7 separate regions of the Mus musculus genome follow, and regions 1, 2, 4, 5, 6 and 7 are each linked to region 3. Evidence: chromatin contacts called from public ChIA-PET, HiChIP or PLAC-seq and promoter capture Hi-C data. All regions are on one chromosome and are shown on one strand. The core of a region is the stretch at or near the end of the contact, and the rest is flanking DNA. Distances in the headings are between cores, read along the strand shown.

Region 1 (2,700 bases), core at 155-2,654, 650 kb before region 3:
AAGCATTCCTGAGAAAAATCTCACAGACGATGGGCTGACCCCTGCATTTGCTCTGGTCACAACGGAAAAGTATGACAAAGATGAAAACCTTGGGGTACAGAGAGTCAATCTGATGGTCTAGTTTACTAGTATCACAGACATATTAAAATAATCTGAATCTAGCTCCCAGTACTTGGGAAAAAAATCTGGATGCTAATAAGGGATGGTGCAGTGAAGTTTGCACTTTTCATGTAGTAGAATAAGGTTGGCTTCTGAGGTGGACATACCCTCCTCACAGTTAAACCTAGCATTTAACATTCCTTCACATTCTCCTGGAACTTCAGTCATTTGAATTTTCAACCTCTATACTGCTTTAGTGCATGAAATCTGATATAAAATAAAGCAGTTAGCATCAAGCATGTCTATCAATCTGCCTCAACCCAAGCAGGGCAGGAGATGCCAAGGGCCTGGCAGAGCCGTGAACACGTTCCCCTCCTGTTTGTAGAGACACATACCTACAGACAAATCCATTTTGCTGCTTGGGTTATCCTCAGTTTGACTCTGAACAAAACAAAGCAAACACAAGTGAGTAAGGATTAAGGGAGGATACACGTTGTACATCAGAGAAGAGGCGCTCCTGCTCATGTGAGAGCCTCATGACCATAGGCACTCCACAAGAGCCTCTGCCGTGACCTTGAAACTGGAGTGAAGGCTGTAACATTTTTGCAATCACAATTTGATGGCCATCAAGGCTTAATTAAGTGTCTAACACATGTAATTACACATGTCAATTACACATGTAAGCAACATCAGTACAGCTATGGACAGAGGACAAGTTCAACAGCTGCCTGGAGAAATAAACTGCTTCTTAAGTATGCATAGTCAAACTCCACAAGTTGTAGCTAAATGGTGATAATATCTTCTTATGACGTGTCAGTGAGCAAATCTTAAACTGTGTAGTCAAATCATTTGTCTTTTGACAACCATGACCAGATGTCTTCACAGTGTTCCCAAGAGATAAGGAAAGTAAAGACACAGCACACATTTTTCTCTACATAATGAATCCCAGTATAGTGATTCTGATTATTTTTATTTTTAAAAATGATGTGCAGACACTAGTAACAAGTGTCCATTTAAGTGTCTTTGTTGTTTCCACCTTTCCAAGAGAAAAGATACAAAGACAATTCACTTTTAATGTTGGTATATATCACTTAATAAAATAGAAATACTGTTTAGCTCAGAGGGCCAAGAACACTGTTTAACCCATATTTAAATCTGTAATTTTGTACTGTACATGTGTACTTACTATGCCTGAAATTTGAGATTATGTTTATACATGAAGAAAAATGAAACTTACCAGCAATCCCATATTTGAAAACTGTTTGGCAAGAGGATTCATCCATGAATCATTGTTTCCTCCTTTTAGTGAGCACTACAGAATGAAACACATGACCTCAGTCACAGAGCTCATCACAACCTCCCAAACTATAAACCACACTGAAAATGCAAAGCTGAGAGTTCACCTTCCTGAACCTGATAGCTTTAAATGACTAGTAAGCCCTAGGTCCAGTCATGCTTTTACTCCTACTTATCATAGTGAAGTGGAAAAACAAAGTTTACTTTTTACATGCAAAGAAGTGGTATCAGACTGTGTAAGATGTCTACATACTGCCACTGCCACCTCCCGTAGGATGCTCTTCTGTGACCCCAGCAGGCTTGTAACAGGGAAAGAATTGCTACTGGTGCATGTTGTTTGGAAAGGAGCCTGTTTGAACACAACATCACTCTGTGTGGGGGCAATGTGGAATGCATCCAGAGAGCTCTTCATATGGTTCACAGCATGGAGGCCATCAGTTCTCAGTGAGAAAGAGGCCTGGAGGAAGCCACTATCCTTGAGCTCTGGCACAGTGGAAGGCAGGGATTAATGGGATGGGGGATGAGCTTTGTGGGCCTGCACATTCTATAGGTAAACATTCCATGTGCTATGATATGTCATACTTATTATTATTGTTGGTGTTAGTTGAGACAGGATGTCCTCACTCACTAAAGCCTAGAATATCTTGAACTCTTGATCCTTTTGCCTTTTGTCTTCGAGGGTTGTGATTACAGATATGAGCCACCACAACCAGCTTGCTCCATAAATAAGTGTATATAATATTATATACTTATATACAAATATATCTATATATTACAACATTGCATATTATATCATGTTAGATACAATATATAATTATAAATAACCTTTTAATTATATAATATATAAATTAATAATTAATTATATATTATGGTGATAGATATATATTTTATTAAGATTAAAGAAGAGTCCTGGCAAGCATGAGAGATAGTGAGTTTATTAGTGCAGAGCTTTCAGCGTTAGAAGAAAACAAACTGCATGTGAGCACACTCAGTGGCACTGACCTGCATATTGAAAAATGGTTAAGATGACAATTTTTACATTTTGTGTATTTTATCACATTAAAAAAAGTCCTAGGCTGGGTGTGGTGGCGCACACCTTTAATCCCAGCACTCGGGAGGCAGAGACAGGTGGATTTCTGAGTTCGAGGCCAGCCTGGTCTACAAAGTGAGCTCCAGGACAGCCAGGGCTACACAGAGAAACTCTGTCTCAAAAAAACAAAAAACAAAAAAAACACCACCACCACCACCAACAAAAAAATGAAGTCCTTAGTACTGAAGGTCAGAACCACTGGTATCGGAATTGAA
Region 2 (2,700 bases), core at 55-2,554, 570 kb after region 3:
ATGGGGTCTCTCACTGAACCTGGAGCTAGACTGGCGGCCAGCGAGCACAAGCAATCCTGTCTCCGCCACCAACAGTGTTAGCATTGCAGGGGTCCGAGCTTGTAGCAGGCTTTTTTTTTTTTTTTTTTTTTGGTTTTTCGAGATAGGGTTTCTCTGTGTAGCCCTGGCTGTCCTGGAACTTCACTTTGTAGACCAGGCTGGCCTCGAACTCAGAAATCCGCCTGCCTCTGCCTCCCGAGTGCTGGGATTAAAGGCGTGTGCCACCACGCGCCGGCTTGTGGTAGGCTTTTAACTGAGATGTTGGGGACTTGAATCCATGGTCTCACACTTGAGCAGCAAGTACCCACATTCACTGAGCCTTTTCTCTAGTCCCCTTCACAGATTTTTTTTTTTAAACACACACACATACACACACCGTTCAAGGTATCCTAGGGTTCTTTAGGGAAGCTCTCTCATAGAAGACTATGGGCCAAGAAAATTAAAGGTTTGCACTTGGTTCCCAACCAACCCTGTTGCTCACCCTCTGGGGAGTCCAACGTTTTATCATCCCCCAAGGGCCTCAAAGGCTTTGTTTGCTGTTGTTTTTAATGTGTCTGAGTGTTTTGCCTGGGATACCATGGTCGTGCCTTGTGTCTGCAGATTCTACAACTAGAGTTACTGGCGTTTGTGAGCTGGGAATCGAATCCCAGTTCTCTGCAACAGCAACCAGTTCTCTGAGACTCTGATCCATTTCTCCGGCCAGTGACGTCCCTTATTTATAATCACGAATGATAACAGCCTGCAGCTCGTAGGTTAAGAGTGCTTTCATGTTTACAAACTGTTGGGACATTTGATGCTCACCATGACCCTGAGAAGTAGATCAAATTGTCCCCCTTTACAGGGAAATGCACTTACTGTGCGAAGCTTTAGTTTGCATCAGGCTATAAAATACATTCTCTTCATTCTGACAAAAAATAAAGGAAGGAAGCATCTTTGGTTTTCACTGGATTCTCAAAGGGAAAGGTGTCTCGAAAAAGTTAAGAGCCAGCCAGTCTCACGGGTCACAAAACCCAAAGAGTTCTGTACGGGTTAGGAGAAGACCTTCAAAGGATGGGGTCAAAACACCATCTCCGAGTCTCCGTCGCAAGAGGTGCCCGCGGAGCATGCCACGGTCCAGCCTGCCCGCTTCTCCAGGGGTACCCGGGCATCCCACCCACCACTACTGGCACGGATATCCGCCCGCCGCTCCCAGAGGTACCTGTCTGCGAAGCCGGAATCCCGAGCTAGCCTGCAGCTTTCTGCAAGGATCTGCCCAGGCCGCGTCAACCGCCGCGACCGCGATTGGCCGGCGCCGGGCAACCATCGTGCGCATGCGCAGCCTCTCTGGCTTCTACCACTGAGAATGCAGAGGGAGCCAGCTCCGAGACGAGCCTCCGCGAAGCAGCGGAGCCCCTGCGGACTCTCTAAGGTTCACGAATAGAAGAAAGCCTTGGGCACGACTTCTGGAGATACACACATGCCTTGGGCACGACTTCTGGAGATACACACATGCCTTGTGGCATAGGCTGGGAGAGGCATGACCCCCTAAATACGTTGGTCTGGTCCCCGGGTCAGCGCCGCCGTCGTCATAGTAATCGTTTTCCTTGGCAACAAAGCAGGCCGAAAGCTGCTTTGTTGTGTTAAAAATGTTAAGTGGTGACCCAGGCTGGACTCACAGTAGCAAAATGGACCGACCTGCAGCTCCCCCGCCCCGGCCACAAAGCAAACCGCGCCCCTTGGGCCGCGGATGCTGGCGGACATCCGGAGCTTGGTCCGGTCACTGGAGGGGCTGGTGGCGGAACCCGCCCTGACGCTTCTGCCGAAGCTTTCAGGTAAGACAGACGGACAGATATGACGACTCCCTGCCAGTAGCAAACTGGCTCCTGCCAGTCTTGCCTCCTCCACACTCCCACAAGCAAGGGAAACTGAGGTCCAGGGAAGGTTGCCCAGTGTACAAGGGGTAGAGAACTGGAGAGTCAGCTCCAGGATTCCTCAAGTCCTAAGGACATTGTAGCTCGGTTTGGTAAATGAAGAAATGGCCATCCAGGAGGCGTTTCTTGGCTGCCTAGTGGGTGTACGAGGTCATCCCACCATAAAGGACAGGACCCAGCTCCAAGCAGTCTTCCTCCACCTTTGCCACACAGCGTTCGAAGAGAGAATTCCACATCAAAATCAACCATATCTAGTGTAGCAACCGCTACAGAAACATAAAGCAGAACACATTTGAAAGTTGCGATCATTCTAGAAGTTTTTTTGTTTGTTTGTTTGTTTGTATGTTTGTTTGTTTGCTTGTTTGTTTTTTTCGAGACAGGGTTTCTCTGTGTAGCCCTGGCTGTCCTGGAACTCAGTCTGTTGACCAGGCTGGCCTCAAACTCAGAAATCCGCCTGCCTCCCAAGTGCTGGGATTAAAGGCGTCCGCCACCACCGCCAGGCTCTAGAAGCTTTTTGATATTAAACCTTGTGCGCCCTCTACCGGTGCTATCCCCGAAGCACCTTTCGTATTTTGAGATAAAGTCTCCCTGGGTACTCCTTATCTCATCCTCCTGCCTCAGCCTCTCAGTGCTGGAATTACAGACACACACCCAGCCTGCCTTCAACCCCTACCCTTTTGCTTTGTTTGTTTTTTTTTTTTTAAGATTTATTTATTTATTTATTATATGTAAGTACACTGTAGCTGTCCTC
Region 3 (2,700 bases), core at 37-2,536:
TAAAGACCAGGATTTATATCTGGATCCTGGTACCACCATATAAGCAGCATCACGCTGATTGGCCTTATTGTTTTAATTACTTTTTTACTTTTTTCTGTATGGGTATTTGCCTGCATGTTTGTCTACATGCCAGTTTGCCTTGAGAGTGTAACACTGTCATATCCTTAGACTGGAGTTATAATATATACAGTTGTGAGCCACCACAGAAGTGCTGGAAATTGAGCCTGGGTCCTCTGAAAAGCAGCCAGTGCTCTTAACCACAGAGACATCACTCTATCTCTTCTTTCTTTCTTTCTTTCTTTCTTTTTATTCTTTCTGTTTTTGCTTTCTTTTGCTTTTGTTTAATTTGGTTTCCTGATGCAGGGCCTCTCTACGGAGCTCTGGCTGTCCTAGAACTCACTCTGTAAAGCAGGCTGCCCTCAAACTCTGAAATCCTCCTGTCTCTGCCTCCTGAGAGCTGAGATGAAAGATGTGTGCCAAGTATGTGACATCATTCCCAAAAGGAAGTGATTTGCCCACTCACCAAAACAATCCAGACCCTAACTCGCTGGAATGAGGTGGGGGCGGGGGGGGGGGGTGTCTTACATGTGTGCACTTCAGGGCGTTCAGCAAACTTTGCCAGCACAGGGCCCAGGGCTCACCAACCTCAAAACTAGGCTGGAAGGAGGAATCCTCCCCATAACCCTATGAGGAAGAAACAGTTGTTGTATGAGCCTGTATGTGTTTCAGGGGTGAAGGGAGTTCCTGGATGAAAAACAAAAAATGATCTGAACTTTGGGCTCCAAGACAGAAGCAGTAGCCTCTGACCTTGCTAACTTCCAGCGCGAACCGGGGCAAGCCACCGCTGTCCCTTTTTCCTCAACTGCAGAACAGCTCCCCTTTGGCCCTGAGGGTCTTCCGGGATGCAAAAGATGCAGAAAAACAACGGAGGGCTGGAAGGAGAACGTCACGCAGGGGCTGGAACGAGGTCGCTGAGTGACTGACTACGGGCTCCGATCGGGGTACAACGCCCAGAGGACGGGAACGCAGACCCCGGGGCCAGGCTGGCTCTGTGGCTTGAGGCAACCGGGTCTTGAGGCGGGGCGGGGCGAAGCTTGGAGGCCCCGGTGGGAGCCGGTAGCCCCCAAACTGGCCCGAGCTCAAACGGGCGATCCCCGGCCGCCCTCATTCGCTCCCTCACTCACCCGCGGACCACGCGCTACCTTTCCTCAGGACTCGCCACTCGCCCAGTACCTCTCTCCGGGTCACCCATCAACATGGCCCCTCTACTTCCGGGGCACGACCTCGCTCGCGGGGCCGACGGAGACGCGACAGGGAGCGCGGAGGCGGGCGGAGGCGGAAGCACTTCCGGTCGGCCCCTCCGTAGCCTCCCTCCGGAGGCGGAGCCCGGAACTTAGTCCAGCGCTGCCCGTCGTGGGGCCCCGCCCACAGACGCAGCCCCGCCTCCTAGGTGACGTTACCTAGCTCCACGGCCCCTCCTCCGAAAGCGTTACTGTGCAGTCTCTGTGTAAACTCAGTGCTGGCTGGGTGTGGCTTAAGGGAGGAGCCGCAAGTCGTCGCCCTCCACCTGCTGCCTACGTCTGGCCTGCGAGAGGCTCTGACCACACTGAATTGATTACTTGACACACTGCATTTTGTCCAACCCAACCTCTCTGTTTGGTAGACTTCAGCATTCCAGTGTTACACTTGGGAAAATCGAGGCCGAGGGAGGCAGGGTCATTTGCACTGAAAGCTGAGCCCTGCAGAGGCTCACAGTGGGTCCAAGCTCAGTATTCCTCCAAAGTGTGTGGCTTTCCATTCTTTTAGGCCGCCCTACTTTGCTTTTTAAAGAAAGAAGTTTGTGACCCAAATAAATCTAGTTTGTGAAATTTCCAGCTAGAAGACCGGGTAACCTATCCCTCGGGACAGTCTCCTAAGTAGACGAGTTTTCCACTCGTAAAGGACAAGGAGACCCTCTGGGGGAGACCTTAGGATTACCCACTCACACACAGAGTCTCGGATGTCAGGATTACCTTTTCCAGATTCACTAACCTTCCCACACTCACCCCACTCCTGCCCCATGCTCCCAGTATAATGGGGGCTAAACATTAAAGTGTCTTCCAGCCCCCACATATCTGTGGTGTTTTGGAGACCAGAGACCAGCCAGCCGAGACACTGATGCAAACCTCAGGGTTCAGCCAGGTTTCACAGAGCATGGGCAATCTGGGATCCTCTGGACTGGGTACAGGACTGGACATAACTATCAACTCACATCATAAGGAAACAGGACCTTATAGGAATTGCAGCTCAAGGGGAACATTCATTTACCCAGGGCACAGGTTCAGGTACAGTAGGCATTTCACTGGTGAATGGATGGACTGTGTCTTAGTCAGGGTTTCTATTCCTGCACAAACATCATGACCAAGAAGCAAGTTGGGGAGGAAAGGGTTTATTTGGCTTACACTTCCATACTGCTGTTCATCACCAAGGAAGTCAGGACTGGAACTCAAGCAGGTCAGGGAGCAGGAGCTGATGCAGAGGCCATGGAGGGATGTTCTGTACTAGCTTGCCTCCCCTGGCTTGCTCAGCCCGCTTTCTTATAGAACCAAGACTACCAGCCCTGAGATGGTCCCACCCACAAGGGCCTTTCCCCCTTGATCACTAATTGAGAAAATGCCTTACAGTTGGATCTCATGGAGGCATTTCCTCAACTGAAGCTCC
Region 4 (2,700 bases), core at 27-2,526, 550 kb after region 3:
GAATAAATATAAAAAGTAACAGTTGAGAGGTAATTCCTAATCATCTTTACATTCTCTTTCTGAAAACAATTTGGTCCAAGCTCAAACCCTTAATTCACTATAGACATAATGATTTCAAACAACTTGATCGACTTCTTTGGGCTGTATTTTTCTCCCTGAAAAAGAAAAAAAAAGTCTAATTTGCTTAACAATAATTAATTACTCATCAGTTAATTAATAGATGTTTACAATAATTCTGGTTGAACAGCAAGTCCCTAGGAGATAAATCCTATGTAAATACACTGTAACAGTTTGGTAGTTTACACATTACACACACACACACACAAAAAGATAATTCAAAAGTAGTCTAGGTAGAGGATGCCCTATCATGTGGTAATCTCTCAGATGTGTTGCACAATACTGTTGATTGGGGTGATCATGAGGATTAGAGAAACCATTACTTTGAAAGTGCAAATCTGTTGTTTTCCCTAACAAAAATCCGATAGGAAGGCAAGTTAGAAACAGTGACTTAATTTAAACCCATGGGAAACTGTAAATAGTCTGCCTTTGGACACAATGTACTCAGCTAAACTCAAAATACGGAGCTCTAGTTGGTAGAGTGCTTGTCTTGCATTTACCAAGGTTCGATCCCTTGCCCTGAACAAATTGGACATTCTTGGTTACGTAATGAGTTTGAGACCAGCTGAACTAGAGAACACACACGCGCACACACACACACGTCTAAAAAGAAGGATCAGAAGGGAAAAGAAAACACAGAAAGGAAGGCTTGTGACAGCCATCAAGAGAAGGTTGCTGATCAAAAGGGCAGTGGTTTGTGTGAAGTGAACTGGAATACGACACCAAGGATCTGAAATAGAACTCAGGTTTCCATTTGAAATATGACTCCCGGCGAGAGTCTTGCCCTCAGCTCTCAAAGAAAACTGGAGGCGGTCGGGTTCACCAACCAAGATTACGCCCGACCGCGTCGGTAAAGTGTTAGGAAATCTGATGAACATAAGTGGGCCAGGGCAGCCGCTGCCCGGGCTCAAGAAAGCACTCTGCCGGGAGGAGGGCCCTGCGGCGTCCAGGCGGGAGTGGGCGCCGGGGCGGAGCTGCGGCGAAGCGACAAGTCGACCTCCCCCGCTACCGCGGAGCTCCACAACCCTGCACAACGGCTCCGCGACCTCTAAGCACCTCCACCGGACCAACAGCCCGCGTTGGCTACGTCACACAACGTCAGGGGTGACGCGAGGTTGGCAGGCGGGGTCAGCGCGGGGGCGTGTCTGGGGCGCGCGCGGAGTGAACGCCGCTGACGTCGGGCTCAGGTGCGCGTGCCCGCCCGCTCCGCCGCCTGCTTGTCCGCGCGTGGGCCAGGTGGCGGCCCGCAAGCTCCAGGTGGCGGCGTCGGGGAGACGAACAGTCCCCGCCGGGCAGGCAGCGGGAAGGAGCCCGGGACTGGCCTCACGTGACAGCAGGAGGTCGCTGCGGGGACGGTCAGCCCGGTGGGCCAAGGCTGCACCGGGCGAGGCAAGGCGTCCGGCCGCACCCTCGCGGGCCAGGCGGGACCTCCCCGCGGCGGCGCCCGGGCTGCCGTTCCCCTTTCCGCGGCTCCTCCCGCGCCGAGGCGAAGCGGCTCCTCCGCTGGGCCGAGTCCGCCAGTCCGCTGGCGGTCATGGAGCGCTATCCCCGGAGCCCCCGCGCGGCCCGCGACCTCACGCCCTCCGATCCTCGCTAGCTCTTGGCATTGGGCCTTTTCTCCGCCACCCAACCCGGTCTTCGGAGCCTGTGGTGTTGTGATTCGGACGAAATGGAAGAAAAGGAGCGATGTGACCCCTTCGGTTCTGCCCTCCTGCATTGAGGCCTAGTTGGCATCTGCAGAGAGGAAAACACGGCCAGGAAAGCGTGGTGTTTCTTTTTTTCCAAAGGGGGTGGGAGGGGAAGGCGGCAGCCAAAGGGAGGAATCCTACGTTTTATATGTTTTTTTTTTCTTTGTTAATTCTACACTTTGAAAGTGTTGGCTAAATAAACTAATCCAAAAGTTATTTTTTCCTATCGAGAAGACAGAAAAAGGTAGATTTTTTTTTTTGTCCCTTTTGATTCCAACCTTTCCTCCCAGTGACAAAGCATAAATCATGAACACCAGAGAATAAATAGGTGAATCTCAGGAATCCGAAGACAGAAACCTAGACTTTCCTCAGGAGGGAAGGAGCGGAGTGTTTAGCGGCTCTGCCTGGAACCTAAATCGAAAAACATGAGTTGCGTGCCATGGAAAGGAGACAAGGCCAAAGCTGAATCCTCGGACCTTCCCCAAGCAGCGCCCCCACAAATCTACCATGAGAAGCAGCGCAGGGAGCTCTGTGCTCTTCATGCTCTCAACAACGTCTTCCAGGACAGCAACGCCTTCACGCGGGAAACGCTGCAGGAGATTTTCCAGAGGTAGGACTCCCCTGCTTGGCATCTCGATCCCCCCCACTTCTTGGTATTTCTGAGTTTGTGTGGGTGGTGCAGTGTCTCGGGGACAGAAACCTTCAAACCTACAGGTTTGGAATTTAGATGCTGGGGGCAGGAATGAGGCACACAGAAATGGCAGGCAGGTAGTCACCATCTATGGTCCATCTGTGGTGGACTAACCTCAGTTGTGCTGTCTCCACGGCTGGAGTCAGACAGAGGACTCCGTGTGGCATGTGTTATTCCCATTTGTGATGAAGACAGGGCTCAGTG
Region 5 (2,700 bases), core at 58-2,557, 580 kb before region 3:
TATTGTTGTTTGTTCTTTAATTATAAAACACATCAAGACACAGCTCTAGCTGGCTGAGGTGGTATATGCTTGTAATCTGAGCACTCAGGAGACTGAGGTAGGAGAGTCACTCACAAATTCCAGCTAGGGAGCCTGATCTGTAGTGTTAAGTAAGATACTATCTCAAAAATAAATGGGAACAGGGAGAAAACCTAAACAACTCTTCCAGATAGCCAATGCTATCCAACAACACTATCCTGAAACACTAATAAACAAAAACTGAGAGCCAACAATATGCTAAACACTTCAAAACAAACTCAGACAACCCCTAGAGCAACTTCCTGAGGAAGGTATCACTGCCCCAGTCAGTACCTTAGAAAAAAGCTGAGGTACCCAGCACTGTGACTGGCCCAACTCTGGGCCAACTGCACATACAACAGCCCTGACTTCAGAAGCTCATTTATGCCTAAGTCCTGGAAAGGGCCAGGCAGAAGGATTGTAAGTTTAGGGTAGCTGAGAAGGACCCCCTCCCCCCAAGTGCTGATAGGGTCAGCATAGCAGAGTAGGCCAGTGAGCTGCTAGCTAGGGCCTCAGTTACTGGAGTAGAGTGAATACAAGAAACATTTTATCTTTCAGAGGGATACAGCGACAATTGATGTCCAGTTGCCAGAATTAAAAACTTTGTCATTTAAAATACAACAGTAGAAGGTGAAAATTAAAATTAAAACGTAGTATGTTAGAAATTTTGCCATGCCATTATCCATAACTCATAAAGGCTGACAAGCAGGCCAGCTAAACCATACATAAGATATAGTGTTTAATCCTAGCACTCAGGAAGCTGAGACTGAAAGAAATCGGGAGCCCTGCCTGGGATACGGACCATGTCCCAAAAATAAAAACTTGAGTTGGTGAAACAGTCCAGCAGGAAAGGCACATGCTGTAAAGCCTCACCAACTGAGTTGGATCCCTAGAATTGACTCCTGTAAGTTGTCCCCTGACCCCACATGCATGCCATGGCAGACATATATGTTTGCCTGTGTGCACACATGCAAACAAAATAAATGAAACAAACAAAAAGAAAGAAATGTCTGTAATATGACTTAACAATCTACTTGCCACTCCTTTTTAAAGATGTATGTATGTATGTAATGTCTATGAACACATAGTAGCAGTCTTTAGACACACCAGAAGAGGGCATCAGATCCCATGTGAGCTACCATGTGGTTGCTGGGAATTGAACTCAGGACCTTTGGAAGAGCAGCTGGTGCTCTTACCCACTGAGTCATCGCTGCAGCCCGCCACTTGCCATTCTTACATAATCACCGCTTGCCGGGTCAGATCAACTCTACCACAGTTTCCTCATTTTTCTCTAGGTTCTACTTGCTCCATAGGTAATGGGGTTCACTGTCCCCCTTTCTGTCTTACACAAACATTAATAGTTATCTGCTCCCTATTATCTGTTTATTTAAGACAGAGCAAAGTAATTTAAAAAAACCTATAGCATTGTTCTTGTGGCACTGAGGACTGTGTACTCTTAGCAGTCACTGTTCTACAGTTACATCTATGGCTTGTAATTTCCTTCAAAAAAACTTTTTTTAAGTGTGACTCAATGAAATCACTATTTTAGTCACTAAGAAAGAATGAAAGGAGTCCTAGAACTTGAAAAAAGGTTTATTCCTGTGAGTGAGGCTAATAAAACGACCAAGCACATAGTTAACTGTGATACATCTTGAGTTCACCTGTAATTAAGATGCAGTTCCCAAATACTAAATTTGAGCATCTATGCTGACCAATAGAGGGAAGGTAGAAAAAAAGTAAGCAATGTAGGTTTCTTTATATTGCTATATCATAAATTTATATTCAATTTAATGGTATGCCTCTTAGTCTGAGATTATCTGTACATTTTTTGTTAATATTGTTTACTTTGAGATGATAATCGTGGTGAATTTGACTTAACAAATTTAATACCAGTGACTTATGTGGGAGTTTAGCATGCCCTTTTCCCTCTCCCTCTTTTCCTTTCCCTTCCCTTTGTTTTGAGACAAGGCCTTATTCTTGCAACAATATCTGGAGTGCTAGGACTGCTGGCATGAACCGTCACTCAAGGCTCCAAAATTGTCTTCTTTAAAATCCAGTTCAAAGGCCAGGGGACAAACACACACACACACACACACACACACACACACACACAGAGCACTCCAGAGGCAGAGGCAGGTGGATCTCTAAGTTTGAGGCCAGCCTGGTTTGTAGAGTAAGTTCCAGGAAAACACCAGGGGACAAACACACACACAAACACACACACACACACACACACACACACACACACACACACACACACACACACACACACACACAGCACTCCAGAGGCAGAGGCAGGTGGGTCTCTAAGTTTGAGGCCAGCCTGGTTTGTAGAGTAAGTTCCAGGACAACACAAGACACCTAAAGCTGGGGACTAGCATATTAAAATATTGAGGTGACTCAGGAAATACCAAATCCAGCTTGCTTCACTACAGTGTAAGTTTTAGAGAAGAATACTAGGAATGGGATGCTAGGTGAGGGAGAAGGCTCAGTGATTGAGAGCACTACACTCTTGCAGAGGACCTGAATTTGGTTCCTAACACCCACAGGGCAGCTCAGCAACCACTTGTAACTTCAGTTTCAGGGGATCTGATGTCTTCTGGCCTCCAAGCATGACTGCACATGTACTCAGGAAAAGTCACA
Region 6 (2,700 bases), core at 78-2,577, 690 kb after region 3:
CTTGTTTTTGTTTCTTTGGTGTTTGTTGGTTGGTTTTTGAGAGAGGGTTTCTTTGTGTCACCCTGGCTATTCTGGAACTCACTTGGTAGACCAAGCTGGCGTTTAACTCAAGAGATTCACCCACGAGTGCTGGAATTAAAGTATGGCCTTCCCTTTAGTGTTTTTTTGCTGTTGTTCTTGGAGGTGCTGGGTGTTGAATCCAGGGCTTCAGTCACGGTCAGCAAGCACTGTTCCACAGCCTCAACACCATTTTCTTTTCCAAGTCAGCAAAAGTCTAACATACACATTTGTCATCTGTCTCCTCTCCGTCTCTAGAGAATAAAGCTCTGTGCCAAGGAACGTGTTGGATCCCCAGTGTCCCAGCAACTAGCACAATGCCTGGCTCTCCATGGCCGAAGTGACAAATGAACCGTTTCTCAAGACGCCTCTTTACTCTCCTGGCTTTCCTAACCTAAGCAACACTCAGGACATGAGACAAGACTAAGCCTCCAGTCTGCCGGCCTCCATTCTCCGCGGCGGTAGAAATGAGCCTAGAGGTCTCAAGGAACCCAGCAGTTCCACAATTTAGTAAAGCAACTATGTCCAAGTTTGTGTGGCTTGGCAGTGCGCAGGGATGGCGAGCCAAAGAAAGCAATCTAGGAGTTGGGTGGCACCGGCGGCCTAGCCCAGCCTGCCCTCCCCGGATAGGGTTTGCAAATCCTAGCCTGTCAAACCCACCGCTTCTGCAGTGGGGCACCCGGGTAAGGCACCCATTTTCATGGTGGCTAAGGTCCAAGGCGCCCACCTCAGAAAGGACTCTGGGAAGGTGTGGCCTCTGCGTCAACTACGGCCAGAGGAAAAGGTGCCAACCCTTTGTTCGGAAAATAGCACCTCAGTAAGAAACGCGGGAAACACAGGGTGTCTTTTGGCCCAGCCAGGCTGTTGGCCGCTGAAAGAGAGCGACACGACGCATCCAACATGGCTGCGGCGCCAGCGCGGCGAAAAGCGACGGGAAAGAAATGGCGCCGGGCTGTGTGGCCAGCTTGGGGCACACGGCGTTGGGACGTTGGAACCAAGAAAGCGGCCTCAAGACTCTCTGGGTTCTACTGCCCAGAGACCCGGAAGTCTGACTAAGGCTACGTGGAGTGCTACCATTATGTCTGCACAAGGCCGGCCTCAAGCGCCGGGTTGAGCTCGGAATGCCGGGAAAAGTCCATTCTCGAAACAGAATGCGCTACGAAGACTGCGCTGACCCGCAATAGTGGGCGGGCCAACGACGCCAACACTGTGACGTCGTGCCGACGGCTCGCCCCACCCCCAGCCAACGTTCTAGAGCTGGCGGTGCGAGAACCCTACGCCGGTTGCGCACATTGCCTTGTTTAAGGTGGGCCGACCAGGGCCCCCATCTCCGTCACCGACGTAAAGCGGTTCCGAGAATGTCCGTGGCGTCGCGCGGAGCCCTCCAGACGCTGTTTACGTAGCGTCTGGGCCGTGCGTAGCGTTAAGTTGGAGCGGTCTCCGCGGCCGCCGCCATTTTGTGCAGTTGCTGGGAAGGAAGGGAGACGCCTCAACCGTGGCACCGCCCGGTTTGAGCGGGACCAGACCTCCCGACTGTCCTAACAACCCCGATTCTCTGAGTTGTGCTCCCGTCTCCGACGAGAGAGGCGGCGACGGTGGCGTCTGCGACGGGAGACAGCGCGTCGGAGCGAGACAGCGCCGCGCCTGCCGCCGCCCCAACAGCGGAGGCGCCGCCGCCGCCATCGGTCATCACTAGACCCGAGCCGCAGGCCCTCCCGAGCTCGGTCATCCGTGCCCCGCTCCCAGATCTTTATCCGTTTGGGACCATGCGTGGAGGCGGCTTTGGGGATCGGGATCGTGACAGGGACCGTGGAGGGTAAGGGGGAGGTGCGGGCGGGGGGCGGGGTGGCCCGCAGAGCCCTGAGGCTCGCGCCGTACAATGGCGGCGGCGCGCAGGCCTCAGGCTTGGGCGGACGTCTCTGCGGACCGCGATCCTGGCTCGGAAGTGGCAGGCCAGCCTTGTCGCCTCTCTTGGCCCGCTCGCTGATCATTTGATCCCTGCAGGCCGGCCGCAGTGTCTGTCTGGGGGAGGATCCGGATGCTCAAGTTTTAATCTAGGAAAAGCTGCTTGAGATCGTTTCTTTTCCGCTATGTTAGCCATCCCTGTTAGAGAGGGACTGGAGTCGAAAAGGCCTTTTTTTGGTTTTAAACTAGGTTTTACTCCCTTTCTGTTATATTTTTGGTTAAGTGGAATCAGATTGGAATGGGAAGTGCTGGAGTTGCTTTCCAAAAGATCCAAATTGCGGGTGACTTTTTTTTTTTTTTTTTGAAACTAACAAAGCCTGTTGAAATCAAGAGAACTCCTTGAGGTGGCACACCCTGCACTAGAGACTGAGTCAGGCTTGGAGTTCAAAGCTAGCCTGGGCTACACAGATCAGAACAAGAGAACAGTTAGCAGAGTTCAAAGTGAGGGCAGTGGTAGAAAGAAAAAAAAATCAGAATAAGCCTTGTAAAGGAATCGTAATTGTAGAAGCTTTATTCTGTCCTAGGTCATTATTCAAGATCCAAGCAGTTTGGGATTATAAGCAAGCCCAGTGGAAATAACACATAGGAGCCACATTATTATCCTTATTAGACTTAGCCTTAAAATCTCCTAAAGATTGGGTTTTGGCCATTATTACAGATTGAAAACAAAAGAAAACT
Region 7 (2,700 bases), core at 124-2,623, 560 kb before region 3:
CTTTGGCAATCCTCTATCTCCAAAAATACACTATGATTCATAACAGTAGCAAAATTACAGTTATTAAGTAGCAACTAAAATAATTTTATGGCTGGGGGTCAGCACCACATGAGGAACTGTATTAAGGGACTGCAGCATTAGGAAGGCTGAGAACCCACTGCTCTAGGGTAAAAGCCATTTGCTTCCGTTACCACTTTCCAGATCTGCCACAGCCCCTAAATAGTGCTATCTTCCTCCAACTTTCCTTAGCATGCCTGAGATCCCGGGCTCAGTCTTCTAGACTGCTACAGAAGTCAGGAAACTAGAAAGGGACCAAGAGGAGGGGAGGAAAGATTTTAAGGTAGAAGTGACCATAGAACACATATGAACGGGAATTATGGGAAGTGTTAAGAGGGGCTAGTGGTGGGAAGGAAGGGAAGAGAAAAGGATATCTAACACTAGGGATATTTGGAAAAGCCATAGGTCCAAAGAGATGATTTAGTGGTTAAGAGCACTGGCTACTCTTGCAGAGGACCTGGGATCAGTTTCCAGCATCTACATGGTGGCTTACAACTGTCTATAACTCCAATTCAAGGTGATCTGACACCACTTCCTGGCCTCTGAAGGAACTAGGTACATGCATGGTGCATATACATACATGCAAGCAAGTGCTCATATACATAAAAATCAACCTAAAACAGGAAAAAAAACCCAAATGTAAACTTACTGTTTCGTAAGTGGGCTGTGGGGAGGGGGGAACAAGTGTGCAGGGGAGGCGAAGAGAGGGAGAAAGAGAAATTGGAATGACCTAAACAGAGGATAATGTTCCTCCCAGAAGCTACAGACTGCCAAATTTAAAGTCTAGTACTGATGGGTGGTAGCGGTGCACACTTTTAATCCCAGCACTCAATAGGCAGAGGCAGGTGGATGTCTGAGTTTGAGGCCAGTCTGGTCTACAGAGTGAGTTCCAGGACAGCCAGGGCTACACAGAAACCTTGTCAAGAAAGAAAGAAAGAAAGAGAGAGAGAGAGAGAGAGAGAGAGAGAGAGAGAGAGACAGACAGACAGACAGACAGACAGACAGACAGAAAGAAGAGAGAGAGAGAAAGAAAGAAAGAGAGAGAGAAAGAAAGAGAAAAAGAAAGAAAAAAGAAAGAGAGAGAAAGAGAGAAGAAAGAAAGAAGAAAGCGAGCGAGCGAAAGAGAGAGAGAAAGAAAGAGAAAGAACAAAAAGAAAACAAAAGGTCTAGTGCTAAGAGAGACATCTGCCCCTCGAGGTGTTGGTCAGAGATTTCCTAAGGACCCCCAAAACAATACAGGCTCCTGGCACTGCTCTTGATTGCACACCAGGTCTTGATGGTAAGATCCTATTGCTCAATATACCACATACTTTGGTCACAGGACATGAAGAAATCAAGTTGATCCTATAGGGAAGTTTCTTCTCTTGCTGGCTGGCTTTCAAAGTACTAGAAGGTGCTCTGCAGCCTGCTGGTGAAGGAAAGTCATCCACGGTCTCACCCACCTGTGATTCTTGCAAGCTACCATTAGGACCAGACTGGCACAATAGGAGAATTGCTGAAATAGTGGCACAAATAGTATAGAAGTAGCCAAGTCTTTTCTGGTTGGGTTTAAGGCCTGGCATCCTATGAGAGGAAACACAGACTTGGTACTGTAAACTGATCCAGAATCTATGGTTGAGGAAACCATAGGCTCTATGGGCTTAACCTACTATCATTATTTTTCTAAACTGACATGGCATCAATTACCCTCTAAAGACCTGCATCTTTACTTACATGAGTACTACAGTTCTCAGCTCTCTTCAAAGCTCATTTGTGCAGTAGACAGCGGTTAATGTAGAAACATACGTAATCAAAGTGTAAAGAATATATGTCTGTAGAGTTCTCAGCTATAAATAGGATATCTATACAATACAGCTCCCCCCAGCCTCCTGGCTCAGAGAAAATCTTGGGAGTAAAAAGATTTTAAGAGGCAGAGGTTGGGAAGATCAGAGGCAGATCAGGGAAAACAGTGGCTCCTGGACATGACTGTAACAATATACTCTTGAACTTCTATCAGCTAGGGTATCTACTCAAGGTCAAGTTTGTCAACATTCTAGCATAGAGAAGGAAAGGCCTCACAAGCCCTCACCCTAGCCAAGGAGCTACTGGTAGTTGATGGTGCTAGAGAAGGGAAAGAATTCGTTTTCTTTAGCAGCGTGGCCCCTCATAGGTCACCCATATTCCAGGAGATGGTTCAACATCCATGCTTTGATAGGTAACACAAATGGGCGTAAAGCTGGAAACAAATGGCAGGGCAGATCTAGGAGTCAGGGGAAGAATATGGGATGAATGATTAAATATACACAATTCATCTGCTGGGTATAATGATGCACACCCTTAATCGCAGGCATTGTTCATCCGCTGGTATAATGATGCACACCCTTAACATTGGGAGGTGGAGGCAGACAGCGAGTCTCAGTCCAGTCGAGTAACTACTTTTGAGAAATGTGTGTGTGAGGTATGGATTAAAACTCATACTTTGCACATAGATATTCCAGTTTTTCGGTATTTCTGGAAATGCCTTATAATTTTATTCTTGCATCTTTGTCAAAGCTTTTTTACCCATATATGTGAACGCTTATTCCTAGCCTCTATTTGTTCCATGATTTATAGTCTCTGTTTTGGCGTTGATAACATCTGATTATTTTATTTGAAAAAAATTGT

What was found. Promoter capture Hi-C pulls out the DNA fragments that hold promoters and counts their contacts. ChIA-PET counts read pairs in DNA pulled down with a chosen protein or histone mark. HiChIP or PLAC-seq counts read pairs in DNA pulled down with a chosen protein or histone mark.
Region 1: an H3K4me3 HiChIP or PLAC-seq map of bone marrow-derived macrophages shows a contact between it and region 3, with 5 times the contacts expected there. The contact joins the enhancer-like site here to the promoter of Mief1 in region 3. A contact is called at or near these places in 2 of 39 promoter capture datasets (cranial neural crest and hippocampal neurons) and 6 of 115 datasets of contacts at active chromatin or transcription factors (astrocytes, bone marrow-derived macrophages, embryonic forebrain and 3 more).
Region 2: a promoter capture Hi-C map of pre-B cells shows a contact between it and region 3, with 5 times the contacts expected there. The contact joins the promoter of Cby1 here to the promoter of Mief1 in region 3. A contact is called at or near these places in 12 of 39 promoter capture datasets (the 3T3-L1 cell line, 3T3-L1-derived adipocytes, the C10 cell line and 7 more) and 1 of 484 Hi-C or Micro-C datasets (pre-B cells).
Region 4: an RNA polymerase II ChIA-PET map of memory CD8 T cells shows a contact between it and region 3, with 21 read pairs. The contact joins the promoter of Josd1 here to the promoter of Mief1 in region 3. A contact is called at or near these places in 7 of 39 promoter capture datasets (3T3-L1-derived adipocytes, cranial neural crest, embryonic stem cells and 3 more), 2 of 484 Hi-C or Micro-C datasets (both in embryonic stem cells), 7 of 115 datasets of contacts at active chromatin or transcription factors (the SCID.adh cell line, bone marrow-derived macrophages, embryonic stem cells and 4 more) and 2 of 9 other capture datasets (adipose tissue and liver).
Region 5: a contact with region 3 is called in an H3K4me3 HiChIP or PLAC-seq map of bone marrow-derived macrophages, with 5 times the contacts expected there. The contact joins the enhancer-like site here to the promoter of Mief1 in region 3. A contact is called at or near these places in 2 of 39 promoter capture datasets (cranial neural crest and embryonic stem cells), 3 of 115 datasets of contacts at active chromatin or transcription factors (bone marrow-derived macrophages, effector CD8 T cells and embryonic midbrain) and 2 of 9 other capture datasets (adipose tissue and liver).
Region 6: an H3K4me3 HiChIP or PLAC-seq map of bone marrow-derived macrophages shows a contact between it and region 3, with 6 times the contacts expected there. The contact joins the promoter of Ddx17 here to the promoter of Mief1 in region 3. A contact is called at or near these places in 4 of 39 promoter capture datasets (erythroid cells, liver and pre-B cells), 2 of 115 datasets of contacts at active chromatin or transcription factors (bone marrow-derived macrophages and large pre-B cells) and 2 of 9 other capture datasets (adipose tissue and liver).
Region 7: an H3K4me3 HiChIP or PLAC-seq map of bone marrow-derived macrophages shows a contact between it and region 3, with 4 times the contacts expected there. The contact joins the enhancer-like site here to the promoter of Mief1 in region 3. A contact is called at or near these places in 5 of 39 promoter capture datasets (the C10 cell line, cranial neural crest, liver and 1 more), 1 of 15 datasets of contacts at CTCF or cohesin (large pre-B cells), 1 of 484 Hi-C or Micro-C datasets (pre-B cells), 15 of 115 datasets of contacts at active chromatin or transcription factors (the 230-238 cell line, the SCID.adh cell line, bone marrow-derived macrophages and 11 more) and 3 of 9 other capture datasets (bone marrow-derived macrophages, macrophages and pancreatic islet).

What each region holds. Positions count from the first base shown.
Region 1 is chr15:80,885,670-80,888,369 of GRCm38.p6, reverse strand. Tnrc6b (trinucleotide repeat containing 6b) reads right to left here. Exons shown (of 25, transcript NM_144812.3): 11 at 1,337-1,411; 12 at 495-540. Among named protein-coding and RNA genes, the nearest start is that of Mir5113, 53 kb to the left of the region's middle. Within about 2 kb of position 1,404, at least 20 of the 459 cell types and tissues checked have an H3K27ac peak or open chromatin away from gene starts, as enhancers often do. A contact at or near this core is called in bone marrow-derived macrophages, where this site is marked.
Region 2 is chr15:79,657,831-79,660,530 of GRCm38.p6, reverse strand. It overlaps Cby1 (chibby family member 1, beta catenin antagonist), which reads right to left and starts at 1,304. Exons shown (of 5, transcript NM_028634.3): 1 at 1,238-1,304. Fam227a (family with sequence similarity 227, member A) reads left to right here and starts at 1,575. Exons shown (of 18, transcript NM_029407.1): 1 at 1,575-1,850.
Region 3 is chr15:80,232,666-80,235,365 of GRCm38.p6, reverse strand. Mief1 (mitochondrial elongation factor 1) reads right to left here and starts at 1,286. Exons shown (of 6, transcript NM_178719.5): 1 at 1,185-1,286.
Region 4 is chr15:79,686,448-79,689,147 of GRCm38.p6, reverse strand. It overlaps Josd1 (Josephin domain containing 1), which reads left to right and starts at 1,276. Exons shown (of 4, transcript NM_028792.3): 1 at 1,276-2,415. The coding sequence starts at 2,231.
Region 5 is chr15:80,811,663-80,814,362 of GRCm38.p6, reverse strand. The region is part of intron 4 of Tnrc6b (trinucleotide repeat containing 6b); the gene reads right to left. Among named protein-coding and RNA genes, the nearest start is that of Tnrc6b, 100 kb to the right of the region's middle. Within about 2 kb of position 1,307, at least 104 of the 459 cell types and tissues checked have an H3K27ac peak or open chromatin away from gene starts, as enhancers often do. A contact at or near this core is called in adipose tissue and bone marrow-derived macrophages, where this site is marked.
Region 6 is chr15:79,545,368-79,548,067 of GRCm38.p6, reverse strand. Ddx17 (DEAD box helicase 17) reads left to right here and starts at 1,327. Exons shown (of 13, transcript NM_001040187.1): 1 at 1,327-1,873. The coding sequence starts at 1,824.
Region 7 is chr15:80,791,429-80,794,128 of GRCm38.p6, reverse strand. The region is part of intron 4 of Tnrc6b (trinucleotide repeat containing 6b); the gene reads right to left. Among named protein-coding and RNA genes, the nearest start is that of Tnrc6b, 81 kb to the right of the region's middle. Within about 2 kb of position 1,373, at least 24 of the 459 cell types and tissues checked have an H3K27ac peak or open chromatin away from gene starts, as enhancers often do. A contact at or near this core is called in bone marrow-derived macrophages, where this site is marked.